2 separate regions of the Mus musculus genome follow, and region 1 is linked to region 2. A link is a contact called in public HiChIP or PLAC-seq data. All regions are on one chromosome and are shown on one strand. The core of a region is the stretch at or near the end of the contact, and the rest is flanking DNA. Distances in the headings are between cores, read along the strand shown.

Region 1 (3,229 bases), core at 306-2,805, 240 kb after region 2:
TAAATTTTATGTGACATGTAAGATGCTACTGAAGGTGTTTTTCTTGTTAAGTCCCCAAAAGTCACCGAGGCCATTTAAAAATTGCCATTGGGAAGAATTCAGAAGCATTCTGAGTTGAGTACAAAAAGTGACTTTATTTAAATACTAATGTGTTCATGATGGAAAGATTTTAAAGCAAATGGCTGGGGTTTTCCAATGGATACAGATGCTGTAGATATTTCTATTTTCAGCATCACAATGATGAGAGGGAGCAGACATTCAGAAGGAGATAGAGATTTCTACTCTGTTTTGTGTAAATCCTGTCAGTAAGAGTTGCAGGGTGTGTGTGTGTCTGTGTGTGTGTGTCTGCGTCTGTGTGTGTCTCTGTGTGTGTAGAAGCAGATGTAAGAGATTTAAGCTATTGGTATAGCTAGTATAGGTAGGTTACAAATACTCTCAATTCTGAGGACAACCTTGGAAATGCTAAATGCTCTAGGTCAGCATACAAGGGAGGGACACTTGTTGGCTTTCTTGCTGTTATGCTGGGATGGTTCCATCATTTTCTTTTCTATTATTAGAAATTTTATATTTTAGAAATTTTATTATTTAGAGATTTTAGAGATTTTTAGAGATTATTATTTTATTTTAGAGATTTTTCCTGACTTCATAAGGTGAGGAGGATTCCTCTTATTTTATCTTTAAAAGGATCAACCCTGACTGTAGACAACTAAGGCACTAAGCAGCTGGTCGAAATAATTACAGAATAAGTGGCCCAAACAGCTCCTTACTAGCCTTAAAATAACATAAGTACAGAACACTACACAAATACAAACCCTCCAAGTTTAAATGCAATTAATATTTAATGTATGCACATCAATGGATCTGTGATGTTGATACTTTAAAATATCTAATTCAAAATAGTTTATATATAGCTTTAGAAAGCTTTATAATTCTATCTTTTTTTCATTCTTAATTATATTTCTCCTATGCCAATAAATAAAATTAATTTCCTATTCTTGAATACGAATGAACTGATCCTGGAAAGAGATGGCCCTGCATTTTGATGTATTGAAAAGTTTGTCTAGTGTTAAATTTAAACTTGGATAAGTAGAGATTGAATCCATTTTCATGCCATCTATGTTTTGAGTCATAAAGGCTGATATAACCACAGTAGAGTCTTTGGTTGGGGTGCCTTTCCTCAGCCTATCTCACCTCCATCTCTTTCTTAGGCAGGCTACAATTGCCTTAGCACAGACCCATCCAGTTGGTACTGCTTGCTACTGAAGTGTGGGTGTTCTGTAACAGTCTCCTCCAGGATCAAATCATTCTCTCAGGCAGGGGAACTCCCTAAGTAGGGAGTAAACAACCAGAGGGGGTTGGGGGAAACAGCCTCAAGAACTCTGTGAAACTGACCAGATGCACTCCGCCCCTCACTCCAGAGTAAACAGAGCCCAGCTGCCAAGAGCTGCCTGGAAGAGAGGTAGGCAAACTGAGGCATGTGGAAAGGACACTCCCAGCCTGTTGAGCTGAGCAGTGTGCCCCAAGGTTCCCAGCTTTGTGAATTGTAGTCACCGTCGATGGGGTGGAGTTTGGTGATAGAGCTGTCACTGAGTCATTTCTGTACACAACCCCTCAGCTATATTCCTGTAAGTAACCCAGTAAAACTCATTAGTTCACAAAATTGGACTTTGGTGGTATCCGTACTTTGCTCTGTTGTGTGCTCCCTATCTGCAGTGAATAGAAGAAGAATGTGTTCTATCTCCTCAAGAAAAGTTTTGTCAGACAACAGGAGGTGGGTGGGAGTGGGGATTGTGGTATTGTGGAGAGGGATTAAATACTGGGGAGATAACTTCTTCAGACTAGCGTTAAGATGTCATGATGTCTTTAAATGACTTCCTAATGTAGTTGGGAAAGCTATAGGGAACATGTTAGAAGTCTTGGTTCTCGTTCTACCTGGTGTACTGGCTGGTTTTGTGTGTCAGCTTGACACAGGCTGGAGTTATCACAGAGAAAGGAGCTTCAGTTGGGGAAGTGCTTCCATGACAGCCAGCTGTGGGGCATTTTCTCTGTTGGTGATCAAGCGGGCCCATGGTAGGTGGTGCAAACCCTGGGCTGGCAGTCTTGGGTTCCATAAGAGAGCAAGCTGAGCAAACCAGGGGAAGCAAGCCAGTAAGAAACATGGCCTCTGCATCAGCTCCTGCTTCCTGACCTGCTTGAGTTCCAGTCCTGACTCCCTTTAGTGATGAACAGCAATGTGGAAGTGTACGCCGAATAAACCCTTTCCTCCCCAACTTGCTTCTTGGTCATGATGTTTGTGTAGGAATAGAAACTCTGACTAAGACACCTGGTATTTGCAGTCCCCGAAGCATCTTTGATTCCCTTGAGACCCGGTATCGTCCTGTATGAACGAGGGGTTGTAGTAAGCACCTTCCCTACCCCCTGGCGTTGCTGTGATGATCACACCAGATAGCATATGCAGAATCACTTTGAAACATAAAGCACTGTACAAATGTCTGATGTGTCTGTTGCTTTCTCGCTAGGAATACTTAAGGGATTTAAAGAAATCCTACCGTGGTTATAGGCAGATTAGGATAAAAGAGCATGGTGAGATTTATCCTCAGTAAAAATGTAGCCCACGACGACGGTGCTGGTGTTTCTGTGAATTAAAGATCACACCTTGCCTGTTCCTGGAGGAGTGAATAGCTGAGAGCCTTTGAGTCCAGCTTGTGACCTCCTAGTTCTCCTGCCTGTTCCTTGAGTCCACTATCCCCAGCTGACCTCTGTGCTTCTGTGTCTCCCAGACACTCGACTGTCCCTCCTTCTAGCCTTTTCTTTTACAAAGGCTCCTCCACCAAACGGCTAGCATTGTGTCCTAGTGACTCACTGGCTCCTGTCTGGGGGACAGTAACTTGCTGTGGTGACAAAGAGGCTATTCATTGATGAGTCGTGATAGCACAGATATAGTCCAGGTACAAGTGGCATTTGTCTGGGGTCAGGAATTACTCCACATGGTTTTTGTTTAACCTTCAACCCAGTGCCCTGACACGGCATTTCTGCTTAGTTAATATTTGCTGCATTTGTGTAATGAGTGTAGCCAGCGACTTGCTTTATCAGGACTTTTAAGCACAGGCAACTAGATTATCTATTTAACTGAAAAAAATTTTTATTTGTCATTTAAATTCCAGGTTATGACAAGGCAAAGTTGGATGGTCCTGAGTTGTGTTGATCACTCCATAGCTTCTTTTTCTAC
Region 2 (3,224 bases), core at 456-2,955:
GGCGGTACAGTTTCCTAATGGTTTCCAGATCCGTGGCTCCGTGGGCTCCGTGGGCTCCAGCCACGGCAGTAGTCTTTTCTAACATCGGGTGGGTTTGCCAATGGGGGATGGGGAGAATTCGGAGAATGCGACTTCATTCTGGTGAGTAGGCTAAGGCCATATGAAGAACCTCCAGGTAGCAGTTTGTCAGCTCCTCTGTGCTCCCACCCCCACCCCAGCATCTTTTCATTTCCTGCCTGATATTCCTGAGCCACAGGCAGCCATTGTTTCCAGAACAGCTTTGCTTGGAAGCCCTTGGTACTGAGGCCTCCCAGTGCTTCCTGTTGTTACAAGGCTTCTTTTTCCTGCTAAAAACAAGAGCACATCCTGCCGCATGTAACCCTTTTCAGGCGATTTATGTCTTGCACAAGCTTGTCTAGTGACTGAAAACACTGGCTGCTTTATACACTTATTTTATTTAATATTTTAAAAAAATTTATTCTTTGAGGATGGCCGGTTGGCTCAGTGGGTAAAGGCACCTGCTATCAACCCTGACGACCGAAGTTCCATCCTCGGGCCTGCAATGATTGAAGGCACAGAACCAACTACCACAAGGTGTCCTCTGACCTTCAAACCCTCCAAGCCTCAAGCAAATAAATAAAATGTAATTTAAAAATAAAAAATTGTCATTGTACAAGGATTGTAAGTAATTATTTAAAAATTAAAAATTGTCATTGTACAAGGATTGTAAGTAATTAGTAGACAAAACAACAACAACAACAACAACAAAAAACAAAAACAAAAAAACCCCAAAAAACCTACAGATGGATGTAAGAATAAGAGTCATCCAATCGCATCCTCTGTATTAGTTAGCAATGAAAGTGCTTCAGTGTCTGTGATGTAAGAGATGTGTCCACAGCCACACAGTTTACCACGGGACTTAGGTGGGGCTTGCGGCAGGAGCTATTCCCAACAGCTTATAAGAGGCAGGGAGTTCTGTCAAGAACCAGCGTCTTAGAAGAACAGCCTAGGGGAGGGTCTCCATATTAATGTACAAAAGGGTCTCCCGGGAGCTGACAGAAAACAAACTCAGAAAGAGTTCCCTGAAAGGTGTTAGGAACACTCTTGGAGAAAGATCAATAATGTGTGTGTGTGTGTATTAGTATGTATGTATGTATGTATGTATGTATGTATGTATGTGTGTATGTGTGTGTGTGTGTGTGTGTGTGTGTGTGTGTGTATGTATGTATGTATGTATGTATGTATGCATGTATGTATGCATGTTTGGCGTGAAAGGAGGAGTGGGTCAGTTGCTACACCAAGCTTTTGAAGACACAGATCTGCCCGTGCGTGAGATAGCAGAATCTCCATCCTTTCCTCGACATCACTCTCTCTACTTACATGTGGGACCCTGAAGACCTTGTCACCCCTTTCCCAGACTGGAAAACACCCCAGCAGATACTGAGACTATGGTCTTTAAAACCTATGCGAGAGACGCCAACCCTAAGACTAGTCCATCCACTTCAGAGAAAGTCGTTTTCAAAGCAACTCCAATCCCTGCACACCTCTGAAGAGTCAAGGCCTTCGCTTATGATGCGGATCATGAGAGCCTGAGTCATTTAAGTCTTGGCTTTGTGGCCCCCGGGGGAACGGAACTGAGCTCTAAGGGTGGACTCTGCAGCCGGTGCCCCTCCCCCTTTCCGTATCACAAACTGGTTCTCACACTGTGTTCCTGCAGAGGGGCCTCCCCTGCACCTCAGCAGACAGGGCTTTTATCTCTCATGGAAAGCCAGGCAAACACTCACAGCAATCTGTGGTTTGTTAAAACCACAAGGCACGGTGACATTCAGGCTTCTGTCCCGAAGATTAGCAGCTCAAACATCAGTCCCATCCTCTGAAGACCCAACCAGAGGCCCACACTGAGAGCCCCTGGTCTGCTCCCTCCTCCCACGTCAGTGCTATCTTCAGACATGATTTTTGCCAGATATGTCTGGGATTAAGGCTGAAAGCTTATGACTTGGAAGGGACTTGGTTAAACACGCCTGACTCGGTGCCAGGCAACCTGAGGCCCCAGGACGTTCAGGGCTCCATCCACGGCCACCCAGCTCAACAGCAGCGAAGCCCGGAGCTGGAGAGAGACTGAACCACGGCAAGAGTCGTGTGCCAAGTGCTTCAGATCTCCTTTCTCTCTAATTTTCAGAATTAAGGCTTAACTACCCAGTAGGCTTCTCTGTGACCAAGCTAACACACACTTTGATGGCAGATGTAATTCAGGGTGTTCAAACTTAAGACTCTCCCTTAGTGGTCAAGTCAAATTAATCATGTTTATCTGATCCCCCACAAGTAGAGCGATGGGCCAGACTCCTGTGTGACTCAAAGTTGTACCTTAGTACGCTGCACATGGCATCAGCTTGCAGGCAGGTTAGTTCAATTACATGGCAGCTAAATATCGGGTAGAGCAAAAATGTCAGGCAGAGCCCTTGTTCGTTCTGTAGCTGTGGGCCAGAGTCATTGGATTTAATGACATCTTTCTGCAGAGGAAAGGGAGCGGGCTGCCAGAGACTGCCTCCCCTCTGTAAATATGCAATCTTCTGATCCCATGCAAAGAGGAGAGGAGGTTCGTTTATTTTTGTAAGGATCTGGTGATTCCTGTTTGAAGAGGGTGTAGGCTTGCAAAGGATTGTCCAAGGCTTAAATTTCCTGCACAGAGATGGAAGTAGTAGGCTCTAAGGGTGTGGTCACAGCTGGGAGGGAGTGTCCTCAGGCTAGGTGCTGTGAAAGAATACTGAGGACTGCAGAGGAGATCTGAGAGACATTCTTGGCCATCAGCTCCAGGGAAGATGGGGCAGATTCTCAGGCCGAGGGCCCAATGGAAGATCAAGGGGATTGACTGGTCAGGAGCCAGGAGGTGTGACCCACTCTCTACCTACAAGAGCTGGCCTAGGGAGAGTAGGCAAAGGGCCTTTAAGTGACCACATATGAGAGATGGACAAGGCCTGATAGCTTTTATGATCTGACTCAAGATAAGAAGTCCCTGACGTTTGTCTTGTGATTTGCAACCGTGTGCTGATCCTACTTGGCGAACTTCAGTAATTGTCTCTAAGCATCTGAGAAGGAGACAGAGCAAGGGAAAAGAGGTCGCTGTTCGGGTCTCTGCATGAGACAAACCGAGGTCATAACCCACCCTCTTCTATAGCTCCCAGGTAGATTTACCCATCCAGACCTTCTTGGTGCCTATTCTGTGC

The links. HiChIP or PLAC-seq counts read pairs in DNA pulled down with a chosen protein or histone mark.
Region 1: an H3K27ac HiChIP or PLAC-seq map of extraembryonic endoderm stem cells shows a contact between it and region 2. The contact joins two enhancer-like sites. A contact is called at or near these places in 6 of 484 Hi-C or Micro-C datasets (epidermal suprabasal cells, extraembryonic endoderm stem cells, gonadal supporting cells and 3 more), 1 of 115 datasets of contacts at active chromatin or transcription factors (extraembryonic endoderm stem cells) and 1 of 9 other capture datasets (adipose tissue).

What each region holds. Positions count from the first base shown.
Region 1 is chr16:38,896,221-38,899,449 of GRCm38.p6, forward strand. It overlaps a transcript of Igsf11 not described here. Among named protein-coding and RNA genes, the nearest start is that of Igsf11, 4.5 kb to the right of the region's middle. Within about 2 kb of position 1,556, at least 18 of the 459 cell types and tissues checked have an H3K27ac peak or open chromatin away from gene starts, as enhancers often do. A contact at or near this core is called in extraembryonic endoderm stem cells, where this site is marked.
Region 2 is chr16:38,651,851-38,655,074 of GRCm38.p6, forward strand. The region is part of intron 1 of Arhgap31 (Rho GTPase activating protein 31); the gene reads right to left. It overlaps Gm36482 (a long non-coding RNA gene), which reads left to right. Exons shown (of 6, transcript XR_003951954.1): 5 at 1-141; 6 at 488-643. Among named protein-coding and RNA genes, the nearest start is that of Gm36482, 38 kb to the left of the region's middle. Within about 2 kb of position 1,706, at least 100 of the 459 cell types and tissues checked have an H3K27ac peak or open chromatin away from gene starts, as enhancers often do. A contact at or near this core is called in extraembryonic endoderm stem cells, where this site is marked.